Regions from separate parts of the Sorghum bicolor genome. Here region 1 is linked to region 2. Evidence: chromatin contacts called from public HiCAR-type data. All regions are on one chromosome and are shown on one strand. Each heading gives the region's core, a stretch centred on a gene start, on an enhancer-like site or on the middle of the called end of the contact. The rest is flanking DNA. Distances are from core to core; before and after follow the strand shown.

Region 1 (4,426 bases), core at 1,103-3,602, 180 kb after region 2:
CGTAGACTAAGGTCTTGTTTAGATTCAATTTTTTTTAATTTGAGTATTGTAGCACTTTCATTTGTATTTGACAATTATTATCTAATTATGAACTAACTATGTTTAAAAGATTCGTCTTGCAATTTACAAGAAAACTGTGCAATTAATTTTTGTTTTCGTCTATATTTAATACTCTATGCATGTGTTCAAAGATTCGATGTGATGGATGATCTTGTAAACTTTTGGAAATTTGAAGGCATCTAAATAAAGGCCTAATAAAAAACAAATTACATAGCTCGTCTAGAAATTGCGAGACAAATTTATTAAGACTAATTAATCTTATTAGCATATACTAGCAAATATGCTCGTGCGTTGCAACGGGAGAAAAAAGTAACATAAAAATAATACTCTATATTTATTTTTCTTGACATATATTGGGCTGTTATTTATGATCTCGTAAAGAACATGGTTCTTTTCTTGGTATAGCTTTTAGAGTTCTTTTTCATCTTGATTTTTTTCTTTTATCTGGAATCTTTTCTCTCCCGTTGTTTCCTGCTTTGCAAGTTTTTGTTGCTTAACATTTTTAATTGACTCGTTGTATTGCACTTATTATTGTCGATTTAGATTCCATCTGCAATTGCTTGGTACCCAAAGAGGAAATATAATACGGATCCATGATGTCTTGTTAGAGAGAGATTTTGTCTTGTGGTTTATAGATTGGACTCTTCTCGTTTTTGCTGTCTTCTAAGTCATGTTGCTTTTATGTTAATACTCTATATTTCGGTGGAGATTTTGGAAGGCAGAAGCGACAAGGACTCTGGTTGTTAGAGTGCGATTCCATCATGGTTTCGATTTTGTTGGATTTTTTTTCTTCTTTCTTCCCTCTACTGTTCGAACATGGCTCGGACATGGTGACGGAAGAAATCTATTGGCAAACTGAAATTTTGGCTCTTTATAGATAGGTATAGAATGGTTTACCGTAGTAGTTATGGCTAACCATGGATTAATTAGTCTTAAAAGATTCGTCCCGCAATTTTACAACCAAACCGTGCAATTAGTTTTTTTCGTCTATATTTAATACTCTATGCATATATCCAAAGATTCAATGTGATGGGTGAAAAGTTTTTGGTAGGGAACTAAACAAGGCCTAATTTGGTTTCAATAGGGCCTTGTTTAGTTCATGGGTGAGAAATTTTTAGGTGTCACATCAGATGTTTTATAAGGCTTTTACATGTATGCCATTATAAAAGTTGATAATTACCTACAAACTATTAAAAAAGTTGAGCTCTCACAAGTGTCACTGCTCTAAACTCTTTTTACCCTTCATGCCATTTCCGTCAGATTTGGCTCTAACTGTGTCAAACCGCGAGCGTGAAAAGTCAAAAATACCCTCAAGGCTGAATATGTAATTAATTTTTTAGCATCTTAGTGATCTTAAATGATAAAACTCAGAACTACAAAGTTGTAGATCTCAACAATATCTGTAAGTTTTGTATAAAAATTATTTTCATTGAATTTCATACAAAAATATATAATATTTTTTATACAAATCAATTAAAAATATTTTTTATATAAATATTATAGATCTTCACGAGATCTACGACTTTCTGGTTTTGAGTTTTTTTCATTTGAGATTGTTAAGGTTCTAAAAAAAATTAATTAGATATTTAGACATAAAGGTATTTTTGACTTTTCATACCTACAGTTAAACACCGTTAGAGTCAAATCTAACGGAAGTGACATAGAGGGTAAAAGAGTTCAGAGCAGTGACACATGTAAGAGCTCAACTTTTTTAATAGTTTGTAGACAATTACTAACTTTTATAATAACATACATGTAAAAGCCTCATGTTTTTATAAGATGTCAGATGTGATGTTCAGATACTAATTAAAAAACTAATTATATAACTCACATGAAAACCACAACACGAATTTATTAAATCTAACATCCATAGCACATAAGTGTTATTGTAAAAACTGTAGAATTAATTATTTTTTATTTATATTTAGGTCTTGTTTAGTTCGCAAAAATTTTAGTTTTTGGCTACTGTAGCACTTTCGTTTTTATTTGACAAACATTATCCAATCACGGAGTAATTAGGCTCAAAAGATTCATCTCACAAATTACGGACAAACTATGCAATTAGTTTTTATTTTTATCTATATTTAATTTAATGCTATATGTATGCGACTAAAGATTCGATGTGACGGGGAATCTTAAAAAATTTTACGCACTAAACAAGGCCTTAATGTTTCAAGTTAAAGTATTCGATGGACAGGGTAAAAAAAAAGTTTGGCAGGGCCTAAACGGACAAGGGAAAAAGTGAAACTACCGAGAGGCCCGGTAGCAAATACTACAAGGCCCAATACTGAACTCACCGCCCCATCAGCGTCAGCGTTCCCTCAGTCAGTCAGTCGGTCCTCCCATCGAGTCTCCGACCGGCGGCGGCGCATCACGACCTTCCCCTACCTGCTAGAGCACATCAGGGTGGTGGTTCCTGGGCAGCTTGCACTAGGCGCCGCTGCCTTCCGCCCTCTCAGGGCTCAACGGCAAAGAGGTGCAGCGACGGCGTGATGCCAGCAGCAGCTAGCAGGTACCCGTGCACCCGAGCGCCTCTTCTCATTTTCGTAGTCGGCGAGCGCCGCCGCCGGTGACCAGAGCATAGACAGGCCAGCAGTTGCTCGAGCGCGGAGGCCGAAAGAACACGAAAAAAAAAATCGATCAGTCAGCCAAAGCCCTTTACACCCACATACTAAAAACATCTAGTGCGAGTGCGATTTGAGAAAGGCAGCTTTTTCTCGCGGTTGAGTTCGTAGTTGTTCACTGCTGATCCCCTGACTCTGTCCTTTCGCTTTAGAGCGCGAGGCAGCTTGCTTTGCCATCCGCCACTGCAGGGTCACCATCAGGATCGACTAAGGCCGTGTTTAGTTCGCCAACGGAAAAAATTTCGCAATATTGTAGCACTTTCGTTTGTTTGTGGTAATTATTGTCCAACCAAGGACTAACTAGGCTCAAAATATTCGTCTCATAAATTTCGACCAAACTGTGCAATTAGTTTTTATTTTCGTCTATATTTAATACTCCATGCATGTGTCTAAAGATTTGATGTAACGGGGAATCTTGAAAAATTTTGCGTTTTTGGGTGGAAGTAAACAAGGCCTAACTAGGTTTGGATTTCTGCCCCCATTTTAGTTTTGCCCAAAACATTCACTAGAACATATGTCATTTGTTGTTGTTTTTTTTTCACTCGCCCAGGTAAAGGATGGCAGCCATCCTGCCTAGGACCATCTGCAAGGCGGCGGAGGCGGCGCTATCACTACACTCTGTGCTGCCACGCGCCGCCTGCCACTTTGCGCGGTACCTGGGCGGCGTCTCCTCTGCTTGCAGCAGTAAGTGATCATCCACTCCAGTGCCACAAAACTTAGTTCCTTTTTATTTAAAAAAATAAATAAATTTACTTTATTAATTTTGAGATATTTGTGACCCTTGACTTGCTGAACGATCAGATCCTGGCACTGCTTCAGTGGAGTTCTTGCCGTGGCACAATGGCGGGGGCCTCCTGCACCGGGCGGCGTCCGTTGACCCCACCGCTGTGGTGGAGCCCGGAGCAGTCGTGCACTCTGGTGCTGTCCTTGGTAGAGAGGTCGTTGTTGGTTCTGGAGCCGTGGTTGGGCCTTCAGTTTCCATTGGGCAGTCAACTAGGATCGGGTATTCTGATTCTTGAATTTAATTTGAGAATGTACTCTTGATTGAAGGATTTGCTGAGAATGAAGATTGGTTTTAAAATCTGTAGGTACAATGTTGTCTTAAGCAATTGCTCAGTGGGTGACTTCTGTATTATTCACAATGGAGCCTCCATTGGTCAAGACGGTGAGCATATATACTCATTTTAGTGTTTACGTCATCCCATGCCGTGAAAAAAGAAAGAAGGTACAAGGTTGCTGGTATCTGGTATCATGTGCTGAAACCTCTCAGTTGGATGTGCATGTTATACTTCAAATCGTTCGACACAGTCACTTTTTTCTAGTGAGCAGATTGCATTGCCTTTTGGCTACTCACATACCTTTTCTTTTTAAAAATACTTGGTATAATGGTATATGATAAGATTGCTTGATATACTCCTTTCAAAGAATATAATTCATATATTCTCATGATATGTTGATGTACATCTTATGGTTGCAGGTTTTGGGTTTTTTGTGGATGATGCTGGACAGGTTAAGAAGAAACCACAGGTTAGTGCTCAGTTGCTCACCATTGTTGCCCTATGGTAATTCCTTTTTTTTTTGAAGATTGTTAATTAGTAGAATCCAATTTTAAAGCTACTGACATGTTCAGAACTAAGGTTACCTTATGGCCTGTGTTACTGCAATATTCAGTGTTATCTTATATAGGTAAGGAAAAGCTTAGTCTGACATTTATCATACTTAATCCATCCTACTTACCTGAA
Region 2 (4,333 bases), core at 1,199-3,698:
TGATAAGAATGAGGTCATGAAAGCTGCTGCAAAAGCTCGGGCATCATCCTCGGTTCTGCGACCTATAGATGCCCGCCGTGGTCATGAAGCTGATGTCATCTCCAGCGGCAATGCCAGTGTCAGGAGTAGCATGAGTGTTGACTACAGTGGCACAAAGGAATCAAACAGCGAGATGAAACTTTCTCCACTTCAGAACTCATACCCGCAAAGCCTTGCAAGCCAGGATGATTATGATACCGGCACACCAACCGCAAGCAGTTTAAGCAGTCCAGTCCACATCCACAAGCTTGCTTCTCACTCTCAGTTCAGTGTAGCACCTCGCCCTACACCTCCTGAAAGACCTGTGCCAGCGATGCTGCGGCCACCTGTTCCCACCACACAAATAACCAACACAGGGATACCGCGGCCAGCTGTTCCCGCGACACAGATAAGCAACCCAATGTTCCAGTCAGCCACATCTTATGTTCGAGAGAACCGAAGGGCCTCTGTCGTCTGGGATCAAGAGGCTGGTCGGTATGTGTCAGTTCCTGCACAGACAAGAATCGGAACTGGTGTCGAGGTGCCAACAAGAAACCCACGGTTCTTGGCGAACCCAAGTGGCGAGCAAAGCAGCCATGCGAGGAGTGTTGCACCCGGCAATGCCTCGTCCTCAGCAATGGCATCAGGGCAGCCTTCAGAGAGGCTGACATATTCTGGGCAGTCAATATTCTTTGGCGGTCCCATGCTGAGTACCCCTGGCATGAGCAGCCAGAGGAATGAGGCAGGCACAAGGGTACGCCCCGAGGGAAGCAGAGATCCTAATGCCCAGCAGCGTGACATCCGGGGCGAGAAAGCAAGGACAGGCTCCTTTCCAATATTTGCTCCTGGGACGTTCCAGAGGAACCCACCCTTTGACAAATGACTTGCTCCTGCTCATGAAGTTCATCTGAAGTGCGAAGGATGCCCCTGAAGAGTTGACAGATAGTTGGAAGGCTGCTCTTCTGGGATTGCCAGACGGACGGACAAGGCAGCTGTTGGAATGAATGGGGCTGCTGGCACTTGGCAGGCCATAATGAAAACCACAAGTATCGCTCGGAGTCAGTGCTGACTTTTTTCAGTGCTGGGAGAGCGATGGAGTGACTGATGTAGTACAATGTGTTCGTGTTAGGGATTCATCAGGTATCTGATGCGCGACAGATAGGAAGAGCTAATTTCTGGTGATGTCAAACGAACGCCGATTTGCAGCTGACTTTGTAGTGTCGTTTGCCATCACTGTGTGTGTGTGCCATGGGATACTATTCGACATGTAAAATGTTAGTTCAGGTGCACTTTCGGACAGTGCTCGGGCGTATTTGCTTGCTTGTACCAGGTCTTGAGTTTTGATGCTTGTAGCAGCATCTTTCTAGGCATGCCATCTTTCTATGGTGTGAACCACCTCTGTTTTTTTGTTGTCCGTCGCTCGCGTTGTTTTTGTCGGCCTTTGCGTAGCGGAGGCAGCAGCCGCGTGGCATGCTCAGCTCTCAGCTAAACGTCACGGCGCCGCTGGCTGGGATGTGCTGCCGCTCTCTGCTTGCCGGTCGTGGAGGTTTCCCGTTGGCGTGCCGGACGCGGACGCGGACGAATCACGATATCTGCGGAGCAATGGAATGAGCTGGATTGGATGGTTTCTGCAGGGTGTCCACTGCTGTCTACAGGAACTGTGCGCTACTCCGGTGACCATTGAGCAGGGATAAAAATGATAAAGTTGTACGGATATTTTTCGATCGTATTCGTTTAGAGAGGTTTATATCCGTGTCCGAATATTCAACATTCGATATCCGTATCTGAATATTTAAATCATATATTTATGACGTCGACATCTAATCCTATTTTATCCGACATGGTTGATATTATCTGTATTCATATCCGAATCCGACCAGAAATATGAAAACAAATATGATATCAGTGATATCCGTCCGTATCCGATCCGTTTTCATCCCTACCATTGAGGCCTAGGAATTTTTTAAACTCCACCAGAATCTGGTCCGGTTCGATAAGATTCTAGGAGTCTAAGTTTTTTTTATCCAGATCTTGAAAACCCCTAAGGCCTTGTTTAGTTCCGAAAAATTTTGGAAAATCGACACTGTAGCACTTTCGTTTGTATTTGACAAATATTATTCAATTATGGACTAACTAGGCTCAAAAGATTCGTCTCGTCAATTCCGACCAAACTGTGCAATTAGTTTTTATTTTCGTTTATATTTAATACTCCATGCATGTGTCTAAAGATTCGATGTGACGGGGAATGTGAAAAAATTTGCAAAATTTTCAGAGAACTAAACAAGGCCTAAGACCAAATAGAACCTCAGTAGAGCAGAGATATCTTTGTTTTTTTAAAAAGTTATGGCTGAAAATACTATTCATTAATTTAGTGTGACCTGAATGGGTTCAATAGGAAGAAGGGGTGCAAGCAGATAAAACCTCCTGTCGCTAAAACCCTCTGCTGTTCTTCGTGCTTCACCTCGCCGCCACGCTTCCCCCTTCTTCTCGCCACTGCCCCCCCTCACCCACCACTGGCACCCAGGCGAGGGGATTCCTCTGCCGCGCCTGTCCTCGCCTTCCGCCTCCCGGCGCCCGCTCGGCCTAGCGGATCGTAGTCGCGGGCCGGCTGTCGCGGCTCGGCTCTGGGCGTGCTCACTCTCGGTTCCTGCGGCCGCTTCGATGTACCTGACCGCCGTTTCCTTCGCCCCCGCAGCCGGCTTCTCGCCCTCATCTCAGCAGCTGCTGCCTAGGTCGGCCAGGGTCGGCCGCCGCCTGGTGGTCCGGGCAGACGTCAAGGTCATATCGACCGGCGAGGCCTGCCGTCGTGGGCTCGCCGCCGGCATCGACAAGCTCGCCGACGCCGTCGCCGTCACCCTCGGCCCCAAAGGTGAGGCTTTCGTAAGCTTGCTTCGGTTCCTGTTATCTTGCTGGGGATGCAGTGAGGTATCGAATATCGGTTGGGTATCAAATCTTATCTGGTTTATCTTCGTTCAGTTTAGAAAAAAATGCTTAAGCTACGATTTTCAGACCCATTGGGACCTAAAATGTTCGAGCTAACAGTACACTATGATTCACCTTAAGTAGAATTGGTGCAACCAATCCGACTGACAAATGAAGAGTTTGTGTTATGAAGGCAGTTAGCCTTTAGGACATTTCTATGCAGAGTAGTTACTTCAAGATTCAGGTCTCTGACCTCAGACCTGTGTTGTTGCTCTCCAACAATCTCCCATTTACAGTCACATGGTTACCTAGTTACTCCAAACTCGTTAATTGGTTTCTAACTTTATCTCCTACAACTTCCAATTTGTTGGAAATAGGGTAGTTCCATCTAATGTTTTGGATGGAATATTTTCTTGTCACAAGTTCACAAAGACTTGATAACCTGTTTTATCTGAACAGCAAAAGTTACCTTTTTATGTTGCTGTTAATTGTCAAAGGTGTAGTAAACTTGGGAGCATTTTTGCAGTGAAGGTGCAATTTATGCTCTTGGGATCATATCTCATGCTGTTCTTACTATACAGATACTCTGTTTGTGTGTCTTGTAGTGCTATTGATTGTTGAAAGCTCAGAAGTTTATTGCAGGGAGGAATGTTGTTATTGACCAAGATGATGTACCTAAAGTAATTAATGATGGTGTCACAATTGCCAAGGCTATAGAGCTCCCAAATGCGCTTGAGCATGCAGGTGCCACGCTACTTCAAGAGGTAAGGTGCTACATTTTCTTGTATCCTTAAATCAATTAGTATTGCTGCTGCTTGTTTACTGGACATGTTTTAGCCAGATAGCATCCAAGACAAATAGTGCTGTTGGCGATGGAACTACAACAGCAATTGTTTTGGCTCGGGAAATCATCAATCTTGGGTTGTTGGCAGTTGCAACTGGTGCTAACCCAGTTGCATTGAGAAGGGGTATTGACAAAGCCGTTCATGAGCTAATTAAGATCTTGAAGAGTAAATGTATCCCTGTGAGTACAAAGGAGGACATAAAAGGTAATCTTTATATTCTGGAAAATGAGGGTTCCTGTGTGTAAAAATGCAAAAAATAAGAAAAGTGAGGAAAAAGAATACCGACTAGCCTACTACTACTGACAAGTGCTAAATTGGTTATGCACATTTAAAGCTCAAGCCGTGTGTCATATGTTATTTTGTATTTTGTAGAGAAAGGAGCTTTAGCTTGATTTAAATTAGGAAAAATAAGACTGCACCCCTGCATATGCTCAAATGATGAAAAAAAATATGAGCCATGTTTTTATTGTTATGTCTCAAGCACATTACTCTGAGGTATGGTATGTCATGTTTGTGTATGCATGATCTGCGTCATCAGACTACTCAGT

The links. HiCAR-type assays count read pairs that join an accessible place to other places.
Region 1: a HiCAR-type map of leaf shows a contact between it and region 2, with 4 times the contacts expected there. The contact joins the promoter of LOC8061669 here to the promoter of LOC8059775 in region 2. A contact is called at or near these places in 3 of 4 Hi-C or Micro-C datasets (leaf and leaf mesophyll) and 1 of 1 datasets of contacts at active chromatin or transcription factors (leaf).

Annotation. Positions count from the first base shown.
Region 1 is chr2:18,754,759-18,759,184 of Sorghum_bicolor_NCBIv3, forward strand. LOC8061669 (probable UDP-3-O-acylglucosamine N-acyltransferase 2, mitochondrial) reads left to right here and starts at 2,353. Exons shown (of 11, transcript XM_002459776.2): 1 at 2,353-2,572; 2 at 3,235-3,368; 3 at 3,486-3,687; 4 at 3,773-3,849; 5 at 4,162-4,211. The coding sequence starts at 3,242.
Region 2 is chr2:18,572,681-18,577,013 of Sorghum_bicolor_NCBIv3, forward strand. It overlaps LOC8059775 (ruBisCO large subunit-binding protein subunit alpha), which reads left to right and starts at 2,449. Exons shown (of 8, transcript XM_002459774.2): 1 at 2,449-2,887; 2 at 3,583-3,704; 3 at 3,782-3,989. The coding sequence starts at 2,680. LOC8061668 (probable protein S-acyltransferase 19) reads left to right here. Exons shown (of 9, transcript XM_021454099.1): 9 at 1-1,413. The coding sequence ends at 901.